Regions from separate parts of the Mus musculus genome. Here regions 1 and 2 are each linked to region 3. A link is a contact called in public Hi-C data. All regions are on one chromosome and are shown on one strand. Each heading gives the region's core, a stretch centred on a gene start, on an enhancer-like site or on the middle of the called end of the contact. The rest is flanking DNA. Distances are from core to core; before and after follow the strand shown.

Region 1 (4,604 bases), core at 912-3,411, 500 kb after region 3:
AGTTAGCTAACATGGAAAGCCACCTTTAACTAAATGTTTGAACTAAAGTGGAGTTTGATTTTTCACTGAATTGGCCTTAAAGTTACTGTGTTGGTATGGCTGTGTTATTTACCTGGTCACCTTTTTAAGCGAAAGAAAAACTCACACATGCTTTTTGACAAATCCTTTGGTTTCTACTTAAGTCTTTTATTTTCCCTTGACATTGTTTATTAAGGATCACTTATGTGAGGGAAAAACAAGGTATCTTTGGGGAAAAGATGCTACAAGAGGATTGAAACTAGAATCCCATCTAAGCAATTATAAATACAGGAGAAAAAATATTTTCATTATGCCCGGGAATGGGGAGGTGCAAAGCTGGATGAGGTTCCCTGGCAGGAAATCCTCTGGGGAAAGTCAAAGCTGAAGATTCCTTAATGCTAATGAGACTTTAGACTCAGGATGCTGAAGATGTACCCTGGACACCAAATGATTATAAAGCAGCATCATAATGCAGATAATTATAATATATATGTTTCTAATTACTGGCTTTCAAACGGAAAAAAAGGCAACTAGTTCATGTGTTAGAAGCATTATTACTGACCAGGCATCATATAACCTGAGCTAGTAATCTGACCAGAGAGAATCCCAACTGTCTCAAAGTAACTTGCTTCAGTATATCCCTGAGGTTAAAACTGTGTTACATTTTACAATTAAATGGCTTCTCCTCCGTGTTCCTGATGAAGGATTTCCTCCAATAATTGCCTGAAGTATTGTTCAGTGTGGAAGTAATTTACTGTTATTAAGATGCAATAGGATTATTGAAAGTGACTATACTAGTAAACTTTTTGGTTGTAAATGTGGAAGGTTGGCTGTGTGGTTAGAAGTCAATCTCAGAATCCCACTGGAGATCTGGATCTGAACTGTTGCCTCCTCTGAGTCCACATTTCATGACTTGGATTTGTGCTTGGTTTTGTGTCTCTCTTCAGTAATCCTCCAGAGATCCTAACCATGGTGTTACTTATATACAAGCAATAAAAGGTTGTACCATAACATTATATAATTTAGTTGGAGCTTGGTAAGGCTTCTAGCATTCAGCATTGCCATGTGAACACCTGAATAGAAGATGGAATTTGGAAATGTAAATGCTTTGAGAACTCTGTAGGTAGGAACTGACATGGAGTTGGAAGATGCCTTGCTGCTCTGTGGCGCCCCCTTGTGGTAGATGTGGTGCTGCCGATGTTTATAGGATTCCAATTTGCATTGGGCATGCTTGTTTACATAAAACACTCATTCATCTGTGTAAACATGCTTATAGAGTTAGTGTAATTCTCATGTAAGAAATTTGCTGTGCCTATTTCATTTGGTTTTTACGTGTACAGAATTTTTTTGTTTGTTTTTGGTCTTTTTTTTTTTTAATATATAGTGATGTATTGTTTAACTTTTATGGAAAATTCCAGACAGACTCAGAAGTCAAAGTGCAGTGCTCATTACCCAGCTCTAAAGGAACCAACATTCTGTTGATTTTGTTTTATCTACATGACCATTCTGGTGTGTTTTCTAGCCAAATTGAGGCCTCAAATCATGTTGTATCTGTGAAACTGTAAGTTTAGACATTGCTTTAAGCCAGAATTCTGGGGTGAAATAGAGGACTTGTTAGCAGTTCCATCGTCAGCCTTAGAAGATGGCTGGTATCCTCAATTCATTGGGGTTGCAACCTAAAATTTCCAGGGGACAGAAAGCCAGCAAGTGGCTATTAGAAACACATCCCACTGCTGACAGGCTTTAAAAGCCATTTTTGCTTTTCAGATTTTTGCAATTAAGACATACTTTATTCTTCCTTATCTCTCTTTTCGTCATTCTAAAGAAACATTCACTTCTAAAAGTTGACTCTTGTTTACTCAGTGTAATTGGTTGTCGCCTGTTAAAATTCCATTTGTTTTCACGTGAAACGATTATGTTTGATAAGCCAGCGTTAGAAATTGTATCCAATTTAGCTGATAGTGAAAATCCTAAGAGGAATGATAAAATTTGTTGATTGTAGACATTAGAAAACAACCCCACATGGTAAAGTTGTGTCATAAGCACAGAGCCTGGTATCCTGGCCGATGGTATGGTGGCCCTCTGGAGGGGCAGAGAGTTTGCAGCTGGCTGGGTGGGCAGGGTTGGCCCGAGGGCCTGACTGAGTGGAGCCACGGTGGGTGTCAGGTTACAGCAGGCAGAGTGAGCGCGGGGACTGCCTGATCTGGAGAGTGGCTTTGTAATTACTGTGCTGATTTGTTAGGGAGGCTTTGTCTTACTTACCAATTAGCATGGATGTTACTGCAGAGACCTCTGAAACCCTGGGTAGGCTTTAGTTTAAAAATAAGACCTTCCAGATCCCGACGGCCTCACGGTCTGTCACTAGCATGGGTGGAAAGGGGTGGGGTGCTGTTGTCTTTCCCTGTTTGTAAGTGGCAGAGCTTCTCGCCCTGTCGGACTGTTGCTCCCCTGGGCCAGGGACTGCCACTGGTGTCTGAAGATTGCCTGATGCCACCCCCCACCCCCACCCCCAACCCCTGCCCCCATCATGTACCTTCCTGCCTGGCGACAGCCCAGGACAGGGAGGCTGCTCTGTTTCTTGTAGCTTCCCTTAGGATTGTGCCAGCATCCCTGACCACCACTTCCTTAGCAGTTCAGTCTTTCTGGTCTCTTTCTTGTGCCTTGAGGGGAAGTTGGGCTTTAAAAGCTTAGCCATGAGCAGGTTTCTTAGTGTGCTGTGTTCTTCTGGGTGTGGTGTGTTACGTGTGGAAAGCTATCTAAGCCAGTATGGTTTCCCATTAACGCAAGATGGGGTTTTTCCTCACTGCCATACTGCAGGGAAGGCCAGGCTAGTGTTCTGTCGAGGACAGAAGCTCACTTCAAAAGCAGGATAAGGAACAGAGAAAATTCCATTTCAGAAATTGTTTCTGCACAATTTCTCTCCAGCCCCACTTTAGCCACTGTTGACAAAGTGCAACTGGGGTTGCCCCTGGGAGGGGTCTCACTCTCACTAATAAAAGAATGTGAGAATGAGTTCAGCTAGAGTTAAAAGAAAACCCCCAGGGTGGGGTCATTGACAGCTACCCACAGGAGGGGAAAGGAGAGAAGGGACAACGCCTCTCCTCGGGAGAGCAAGGAGCCACGAGGCAGGGAGGAAGGCTTTAGGAAGAATGAGGAAGCCCAGGTATCAGACAAGAGCATCCTTAGCTTCTGACCAGCATCTGAGAGAGAGGGAGGGAGAGGGAGAGAAGAGGAAGAGTGTCTTTGTGACTTAGGCCTCAGAAATGGCAGCAGACCCAGTGATCTCGTGGTGGCCAGGACGGACTAGGCTGAGGGCAGGAATGACAAAGAAGAGTACAGTATCTCATTAAGAGAAATAGAGTCTTCTACCTATCTTTTTGGCTGTTTGAGACAGGCTCTCACCATGTAGTTAACCCTGGCCAGCTAGGAACTCCCTATGTAGACCAGGCTGGCCTTGAACTCATAGAGATCTGCCTGCCCAGTGCTAGGATTAAAGGTGTGAGCTGACTTTCCTAGAGGTGGTCCGAGGACTAGGTGATTGGCTAGGCACAACTGGGATAATAGGTCTCTATTCAGCTGGAGGTTATATTCACTTGCCAGAAGGAATTTTCCCTTATTGGGCTTTTACTGCCCCTCCCGGTCTGTCTCTGAGACTGAATTCTACCACACAGTTGATTGAGTTAGGAACATGCTTTCCCCTGCTACTCACTCAAGGGAAACTGTTACAAGTCAAGAGCCTAGGCCTCTGGCAGCACCAGATGCAGATGAGAAATCTCGGGTGTTCTCTTGGGAGCCTTCTCTTCCCTCTTGGCTCCTTTTTTCTTCAAAAGTAGTACATTGGGGTGGGTATGGATGGAGAGATGGCTCAGAGGTTAAGAACATTGGCTACTCTCCCAGAGGACCTGGGTTCAGTTCCTAGCACCCACATGATGGCTTACAACCATTCATAATGCTAGTTCCAAGGGATCTGGGTCCTCTTCTGGGTGTCCTTGGGCACCTGGCAGGCATATGGTGCACAGACATACATGCAAGCAAAATATCCATAAAAATAATAAAAAGTAGTAAGTTGGTGTAGAGGCCTGGTGTGGGATCAGCATTGCCGGTGGTCTCTCAGCAGCCTACGGTCACACTGGATCTGTACAGGAAAACAAGGGGTGTGTCAGAGTATGCGGTCATCCCTCAAGAGCTACATCCCAGTGCTCCTCCTATCACTTCTTTGGTCCACCTGAAGGCTTCATAGATTGCTTTGGCACTGTAATTGACTTTTGAAAAATCGTGTGTTGGGGCTGGAGAGATGATTCCAGGGTTAAAAGCTCTAGTTTTCTTCCAAGGGACCTGGGTTTGGTTCTTAGCATCCACATGGCAGCTCACAGCTGTCCGTTAACTCCAGTTCCAGGAGACCTGACACCTGTTTTTAGTTTCTTTGGGCACCAGTTGAGCAAGTGGTTCACAGACATACATATAGGCAAAATACCCATACACATAAATTAAAATTAAATCTTTTTTAATTTAATTAAATTAAAGAAGAGAAAACATGTCACTTAATTGTGCTATACCCCTGGAAAATGTAAACTGAGTCTCTAAGT
Region 2 (4,435 bases), core at 1,632-4,131, 310 kb after region 3:
TTGTATGTATCTATACATATATTATGTATGTATGTGTAATTGTGGGGCTTGAACACTGAACTACACCCTTGGCCTTTATTATAAATTAATTTTCAACATACACAAAAGCCCGATGAGATAAACCCCATATAGTTGATACCACAGAATCATTGTAATGGGTATTTCTGTGTAAACTAAGTAGGTTGTGTATAAACTGGTGACATGACTGCTGTATAATATAGCTAAAGGCAAGGTTTTTATTGTAGGTATGAGAGAACAAACAGCCAGAGGCATCTAGAAGGGTCCAGAGCAGTAGTAGATTGAACATGGCCAGCAGAGTGGACCTGGCCATGGAAGGAGCTGGAGCAAAACAGACAGACAGACAGACACACACACACATGTGCACACACATACATATACATATACACATATACATATATACATAGAGAAAGAGAGAGCAGAGAGAGTTGGGGAGGAGGGCTGAGGCAGACAGACAGGCAGACAGACAGACAGAGAGGAGTATATGGAAATAGCAAGGTTATAAGGAGAATGAGGACATGAGAACATGATGAGAGGGAAGCCTGTGAGCTCTGAAGTTTAGGGTAGGGGAGAGGTGAGAAGAGCTAGGATGCCAGCACGGACTGTGATGTGTGTAACAGGTACTGGAGATACTGAGGGAGCCTGGAGGCCATGCTTTTTTGTTGCTAACAGACACCACAGGTAGTCACGGTCCTTTCTGCCAGTGATAAGGGAAATGGCTCAGTTTGGTTCCATAGAAGGGCACCAGTTCCCGAGGAATGCTACCTTTTGTCTAACTGCCAGAACAATGTGGGGAAGCGGAGTTTCCTTTGGACCTGACAGTTTGTAGTTTCTTAAAAACACGGATTGAAAGGGGAAGCTAATGCTTTTGCTTAGAGTTCAGGTCTAAGTTGTGCCTGAAAGTGACAGGTGAAAGGAGACACTGGAAGAACATCTGTAGGGAAGTCATGCTTTGAGGGTTACCATGGAAACCATAGGTCTTAGCTGGGTTTGCTTGTAAGGTAGGGGCGATTCCTTCTAGTAAGCTTTGTAGGAAAGCCCCCAGGCTAGTGCCTGGGATTCGCTTTGCCTCTGAACTTCCCTTCCCATTTCAACAGTGAGATTGGTTTAAGGATATTCTTGTTTGGAGTTTCTAGGACTCCGTTTATGGGCCACTTGTTTTCTGTTGAGCCCATGTAAACCAGCAGACTTACTCTGAGGAATTCTGAGATATTGTATCCTTCAAATAACCAATGTCCAGGGTTCTCTGTCTGTCAGAGCCCACTAGCAGGGTTCTCGCTATGGAGCCCACTAGCAGGAAGTAGGATTGTGGCGGGACCCCACTCAAGAGGCACCGCATAAGGTATACTCTGCTCTCCATTTCACTCAGCGGAGATCACCAAAGAGCCCCAAACATAAATGTTTACCATGACCCTTTCCAGGGACACCTTACTTTCACGGAAGCACATTGTTACACATTCGATTTTCTTAGTAGCCCTGGTTGCTAACCACTCAGTGTGTTTAACTTGTTAATTTGTAAATTAAACTTTGTCCTGAGGATATATGCATAAAGAAAAGAACACAGCTTATATAATTGGGAATTGTAAGTGTTCTTGCTCAGTTCGAAGGGCACCCTGAAACACAGAAGTCCAGGAACCACCCCGCTCTGAGGGGAGGCCTCCTCAGCAGAGGCCTCGCAGTCCGGGGAGGGTATCCCCAGCTGAGCTGAGGAGCCCGGAGTCAGGAGCCTCAGCCCCGCTCCACCTCTTCAGTTCCTCCCATCTTTGTTGCTTCTTGGACTCTTCTGATGAGAGAGTCCCATCAGGCAGCAAATCTCATATTAAAAAAAAAAAAAAAAAAGATTTCTTACAGGGTCCAGGGCATGGAGGGATGAGTCCAGCAGGGAATTGAACAAAGGGCAGGGCTTTCCTAATGGAAGGGCGGGGGGGGGGGGGGGGGGGAGGCACCGTTTTCGCCACAGGATTTCTTAGGGGGCGGGGCTTTTCAGGGCAGAGATTTCCAGATCGAGAACTGGTTGGATTTCAAGTGCTGAGCTTTGGGATTGGTGGGTTTTGTGGAAAGCTCAGGGATCCGCGGTTTTCTTTTGACCCCCTTTTCCCTGTATCAGGCTCATGGGTGGGGATGGGAAGTCCTTCCCGGCCACAGGCCGATTTGGCTGAGGTGCTATCACTGCTAACCTCCTTGGGGAGGCTGCAGAGAAGGTGTTGCCACTGTAGACAGCTCCAGAGGTGGTATTTCACAAAGGCTGTAGGCTGAGGAGATACACTGCTTTGATAGGTGCCACCATTATGACAGATGCTGTCGTTTTGACAGCTGTGGTGGTATCTTATGGTGGCCTCAGGCTGGAGCCGCTGCTTTAACAGCTCTCCTGCTGCTCGGGGGTTACAGGGATCTCAAAATATATCGCTTTCTCTTTCCCCTGTTTTCTCCTCCCCATCTTTCCCTTTCCCTGCTCTGGTGACTGAACCCAGGGCTTTCAGCACACTAGGCAAACCCTCTGTCTCACTGTCACATGCCCTAGTCAAAGGCAAGACTCCTAACCCAGCTAAAGGGCAGGTTCAGAGCCAGGAACGATCGGTAATTAACTACGAAGAGATAAATATGCAGAAAAATATTATCATTCACCCTCACCTAGAAGAGGCCATCGGGCTGGGTGCGATCAACATCCAGCTACTTGAGGGGAAAAAGACTAGGGGCATGTGACAGTGAGACAGAGGATTTGCCTAGTGTGCTGAAAGCCCTGGACTTTCACCAGCGCGGGGAAAGAGGGAAAGATGGGGAGGAGAAAACAGGGGAAAGAGAGAGCGATATATTTTGAGATCCCATGTATGGGGGCTACCTGCCACCAGGGGGCAGATGAGGGCTGGTCCTGGAGATCGGCCACTGGAAGAGGGAGAGGAGATGTCTGTACCTCCTCTCCCCTCAGTGTGTGCTGGAAGATAGCAGTTACAGGCATCTCTTACCTCGTGTGCAGGCCTGCCCTGTCAAGAACTTCAAAACCAGAGGTCCTCAGAGGGCAGGCGCTGTGGTCTGGACGCTGGCTTTTCCAGCTGTGGAAGCTAGCTCATTCTCACAGGTGAGTGAGTTCCTCGCCAGTAGAGATCAGAGGAAATGAGACAACGTTGCTCAGGAACCCTTTATACCAGTGTTCTCAGCCTTCCTAAGACTGTGGCCCTTTCCGCGTTCGCACCAAGACCGTGAAGAAGGCTGCCCGGATCATCATCGAGAAGTACTACACGCGTCTGGGTAATGACTTCCACACCAACAAGCGCGTGTGCGAGGAGATCGCCATTATCCCCAGCAAGAAGCTTCGGAACGAGATAGCCGGATACGTCACGCATCTGATGAAGCGGATTCAGAGAGGTCCTGTGAGAGGCATCTCTATTAAGTTGCAGGAAGGAGAGAGAGAGAGGAGAGATAATTACGTTCCTGAGGTCTCAGCCCTAGATCAGGAGATCATTGAGGTGGATCCCGACACCAAGGAGATGCTGAAGCTTCTGGACTTTGGCAGTCTCTCTAACCTTCAGGTCACTCAGCCTACAGTTGGCATGAATTTCAAAACACGTGGAGCTGTTTAATCTGTTATGCCATATTTTCAATAAACCTGAAAACAAGAAAAAAAAAAAGACTGTGGCCCTTTAATACAGTTCCTCACGTTGTGGTGACCCCAACCATAAAATTGTTTTTATTGCTACTTCATAACTGTAATTTTTCTACTGTTATGAATCATAATGTAAATATCTGTGTCTTAGGCAGTTCCTATGAAAGTTTGACCCCCAGGGGGTCACGACCCATGGTTAAGAACCACTATCTTATACTCAAACATCACCCAGAAGAACCTCCAAGAGGATTTTTCTGTCTATGTGGGTTGTACCTCTGAACATTTACCAATTTAGGAGTGAAAACTAAGAATCTAGAAGATGGTTACTTCTTATAATAATAAAACCACTACACGTGGGTTTATTTAGAAAAATATAGTTTGTGAAACAAAAAAAAATGTTAAGTATGGTACTATTTTACATTTCTGCCATTTATTTGTTTGTTTGTTTGTTTTTACTGTTTAGCTCAATGAAAGACAGATGGAGTCTCCTGTTTGCTTCTGCATTTGTGTCTGCTGTAATATCGACTGCATTTCCCAAAGCACTTAGCTTTCTTCCCATAAGGGGAACACAAGAGTGGAGAGAGTAAGTGCATCTTTTTATGAAATAGTTTTGACCTCACACACCTTTGCCCCTTTTTCTATTAAGTGGATTGTAAAGGGCACCCAGTATTATTTCTGGATAAGAACTGAAATGCTGTTTTATATGGGAAAGGGGTACAATTAGTGGAGACTTAGGACCAAGGGCTGAGAGCCAGCCTGCCCTGAAGTTTAACCACCATGAGAAATGTAGCCTACATAGCCGGGGTGCTAGATAGC
Region 3 (4,148 bases), core at 613-3,112:
AGAGGAAGACTCTCCTGCCTCTTTGAGCCTCACCCACCTGTTAGATTGTGTGTGCCATTGTCTCATGGGTCAAGGACATGTCAAAGGCACACATTCAGAAAGTATTTCATTCTCTCAGGGCTTCCTTCCTTACCAAGTATTTGGTCACAGTGATGAGAAAAGCAACAGATGCATGGGGAAATAGATTGGTCTTTTAAAACAAGCAGGGTGGATAGGGCACACCCCCTTGTTTATCTGTGAGCTTATTTTCACCGATCTTATTGTTCTTTTCACAAATAAATTACATTACAAAAAATGGAGGGAGCCACATAAAGCAAAATAGATGTTAAGACCTCAGGAGACTCTGCAGGCATCGTTTTAGCGCCTGGGGTTAGAGCAGCAGTTGCCTTGCACTTCTGCTGCTTGGTTTTAAGTGCACAGCAGCTATTAAGAAGGTGGCACACAGAGTGTACTGTTCAGAACTAGGTTGTTTTGCTTCAGTTTCTGAGACAGTGTAGCCCTGGCTGTACTGGAACTCACTCTGTAGACTGAAAGAACCTAGTGGGGAAACCCCCACTCAATTCTCGATTTAGCGTGCACCCAAGAGTCACGAACAGACGACCATCTTGATGTAAAAGCTTGAGGTAGTTTAATGACGGAGCTCCGGGCCGACACGTATCTCTCGCAGGAGACAGAGGTGTCGACCACATGGTGGAGCCATAATGGCAGAGCTCCAGTTCGAAACGTATCTCACACAGGAGACAGTGGTTTCGACCCCGAGGCTTGGAAGCTAGGGACTTTTATAGAAAAGGGGTGGGGCTGGGGGAGGAATTGGCGCGGTTTCACATGATTGGTCCATTTAAACATCAACAGACTGTCAGAAGGGCGGGAGATAGGGAGGTACCAGGACAGTCAGGACACATAATGACGGGCCTGCCCGGGCATGTCCTGGCCTGTTCTGCTATGTTCTTAGCCCCAGGTTTTAAAGCTCACAAACAACTCTTTGGGCTATTTGACATAAATTACATGAATCACAGGTCTCAAGTTTTATTTCCTTTCATAGACTAGGTTGGCCTCAAACTCAGAGATCTGCTCCCAATGCTGGGATTAAAGGTGTACATCATGGCCACCACCACTCAGCTAGAACTAAGGCTCTTAGTCTGACAAGATGACTCAGTGAGCAAAGAAGTTTGCCATTGCCTGGCAGGCTCTGAAGATCGTGCTAAAATAAGGGCCAGAGAAATGGTTCTGACAGAAAGCTTCATGACCCAACTCCCATCACTAGAACTTTCATGGCTAAAGGAAGGCAAGGGGGTGTCTTTGAATTTGAGGGCAGCCTGGTCTATATAGTGAGTTCCAGGACCACACAGAGAGAACTTGTCTCAGGGAGGAGGAGGTTGCTGCTAAGCCTAACTGTCAGAGTCGGATCCCTGGAACCCAAGAGTGGAAAGAGAAGACTGACTCCTGGAAGTTGTCTTCTATCTTCCAACATCTGTACATGGGCTGTGGTGTGCATGCATGCACATGCCCATGTGCATCATACACTCAAATAAATAAGTGTAATTAAATATTTCTTCAAAAAGAACTTTGCTTTTTATATGTTCCTGTTGCTCACTAGGGCCGAGGAACATGGAGAGAGAGAGAGAGAGAGAGAGAGAGAGAGAGAGAGAGAGAGACTGGAACAGGAGGGATACAACCTAGTTTGCCACCGTAGAGATTGGAAGAGATATCTTGATGATAACCTTCACCATTTGCATGCAAAATTGTTGTGGATGGGGGCCTGGTGCTATTTGTATTTTGATGCTAATTCTGCTCTCCTGGGAGGGGTTTCAGACAGGGAATGAGTCAGACATACTCAGGTGACCTCTTGTGAACCAATCCCCTAATGAATAAAGGAGCCAATCACAGGGCGAGTAGGAGGGACTTCCAGTTTGGACAGAGGAAGAGAGAAAGCAAGAAAGAGTTAAGTCCTTTTGGACAGGCATAGCACGAGGTCAAGGTGTCTCCTGGTTTCAATGGCGGATCCGTCAGGATTCATCAGGGTTTGCCTGATGTGCACCACAAAGGCCATGGGGGCTTGGCTTTGAAGCATGGGGCTGATATGGTAACAACTTGCCAGTGGGAACTTTAGCAAGCTCCGTAGAGACATCTCAGGAACTCTGGGCCGGAGAGTCTCTGCAAGATAAAAACAGTTCAGCCATTGCTCTCCAGTGCACGGCCAGCCAAAGCCGCTGGGAAAGAGTTGTCGGCACAAGTGTGGGAACATGCCGGTTCTTTTTTAATATATTTCCACAACACAGAGTGTGCACACACGCATACACAGATATGCACACATATGAGCTGAAGTGCTATTCTCTGAGCCATCATCTTCAGCAAAGCAGCCGTGATTACTTATAAGAAACACTTCATTTGGGCCTGTTGACTGTTGCCATTCTCTCACAGAAGTAGGGGCATAGGGAGGGTAATGAGACCCTCACTTGGTCTCAGTCACACAGCCCTGCACCGCCTGGCCATCTGTATATAATTATACCTCCATCGCACAGGACCCCATGAACATAGCTCACAGAAGGATTATGAGAAAGCCATCATCATTACTAGGGTAGGATTGTTCTGGTGGTATGGCTGTTTGGTATGATTGTTCTGGTGGTATGGCTGTTTGGTATGATTGTTTTGGTGGTATGGCTGTTTGGAGTCAATAGTTCTTCTATAAGTAACCCCCAACCTGTGCTCTGTAAGTTCCCCACATTGGACTTTGCTAGACTCCTGCTTTTGTTCATTCTTGGTATCTCACAAGGAGGGGTAGATGTTTAAGTCTCAATGGAGAAAGTTCTCACAACACCCCCACAAATAACACACAAACAACCAAAAAAAAAAGTTATGGTACCAGTAAGTTCTAGCCAATTTAGATGTATTTTCCTTTATTCAAATTGGGTGCTGGATATCAAATCCTGGCCATAAGAATGCTACACAAGTGCTCTACCACTGTACCATGCCTTTTTTTTTTTGGTTTTTGGAGACAGGGTTTCTCTGTGTAGCCCTGGATGTCCTGGAACTCACTCTGTAGACCAGGCTGGCCTCGAACTCAGAAATCTGCCTGCCTCTGCCTCCCAAGTGCTGGGATTAAAGGTGTGCACCACCATGCCCGGCTAAGATTTATTTTAAGCAGAGTTTTTGTTTCCCCTTCAGCAGTCTTCTCTGGGTCTCAGGAGAATGGATACAGACACCCCATTTAGGGCTGAACACACAAAGGTTCAGTTAAGTTCTTTGACCAGTTAGAGGTCTCTGCACTAATTGTTGTCCACAGCCAAAGAAGGTTCTCCAACCACAGTTGAGAGCAGCACTAATCTGTGCATATAAATATAGACATCGGAGGCATCTGACACCTTCTCCATCTGGAAGATGGGTAGGAGTGCCACCAGATACTGTCATCTGGATACAGAGTGGCTGCTGCACTTTTGAACTCACAGCACTTCCAATCCCCTGCTCAAGACAAGCACAAAGACCAGGTCAGTCAAAACCAACATGACCCAGCATGGTGGTGCATGCAGATCTCTGTGATGTTGAAGCCAGCCTGGTATACATGCCAAGTTCCAGGTCATCCAGGGCTACATAGAAAAAACCTATCTTAAAAACAAGTAGACAGACAGACAGATGAATGGATGGGTGGTAGGTATCCAAGATGCTCATAAATTCAAGGAAAGGTACTCTATTTCAGTTTCCCCAGTTATCAGGAGAAAGCACATTTAAATTACATATGATACATTAGAAAATAAGGATGTAATACATTCCACACTGACCAGAGTGAGTAGAGACAGGAAAAAACATGTTAGTGAGATGATAAAATAATGAGAATGAACACACGTGTGGCAAGGGATCTGGTCCCCTCTGACCTCCAAAACAGCACAGAGAGAGAGAGAGAGAGAGACTTAATAACATCTTTAAGCTCAGTCCTTTGCTATTGTACCAAGGCCACCCTCCGAAACTGAAGAAGTTCATGGACAAGAAGCTTTCGTTGAAGTTAAACAACAATGGCAGACATATCTAAGGAATGCTTCGGGGCTTTGATCCAGTTATGAGTCTGTGATTGATGAGTGTGTGGAGATGGCAGCCAGTGGGCAGCAGCACAACATCGGGATGGTGGTCATCCGAGGAAACAGTATCATGTTAGA

What was found. A called contact is a pair of places that touch in the nucleus more often than the background predicts.
Region 1: a contact with region 3 is called in a Hi-C map of embryonic stem cells, with 2.8 times the contacts expected there. The contact joins two enhancer-like sites. A contact is called at or near these places in 6 of 484 Hi-C or Micro-C datasets (the MNK3 cell line, cardiomyocytes and embryonic stem cells) and 4 of 115 datasets of contacts at active chromatin or transcription factors (embryonic stem cells and epiblast stem cells).
Region 2: a Hi-C map of the N1E-115 cell line shows a contact between it and region 3, with 3 times the contacts expected there. The contact joins two enhancer-like sites. A contact is called at or near these places in 6 of 484 Hi-C or Micro-C datasets (B cells, the Ba/F3 cell line, the G1E-ER4 cell line and 3 more) and 1 of 115 datasets of contacts at active chromatin or transcription factors (embryonic stem cells).

The regions. Positions count from the first base shown.
Region 1 is chr11:20,637,845-20,642,448 of GRCm38.p6, forward strand. The region is part of intron 1 of Sertad2 (SERTA domain containing 2); the gene reads left to right. Among named protein-coding and RNA genes, the nearest start is that of Sertad2, 8.2 kb to the left of the region's middle. Within about 2 kb of position 2,162, at least 166 of the 459 cell types and tissues checked have an H3K27ac peak or open chromatin away from gene starts, as enhancers often do. A contact at or near this core is called in embryonic stem cells, where this site is marked.
Region 2 is chr11:20,443,215-20,447,649 of GRCm38.p6, forward strand. It overlaps the pseudogene Gm12034. Among named protein-coding and RNA genes, the nearest start is that of Gm39606, 7.6 kb to the right of the region's middle. Within about 2 kb of position 2,882, at least 35 of the 459 cell types and tissues checked have an H3K27ac peak or open chromatin away from gene starts, as enhancers often do. A contact at or near this core is called in the N1E-115 cell line, where this site is marked.
Region 3 is chr11:20,138,624-20,142,771 of GRCm38.p6, forward strand. It overlaps the pseudogene Gm12030. Among named protein-coding and RNA genes, the nearest start is that of Actr2, 28 kb to the left of the region's middle. Within about 2 kb of position 1,863, at least 11 of the 459 cell types and tissues checked have an H3K27ac peak or open chromatin away from gene starts, as enhancers often do. A contact at or near this core is called in the N1E-115 cell line and embryonic stem cells, where this site is marked.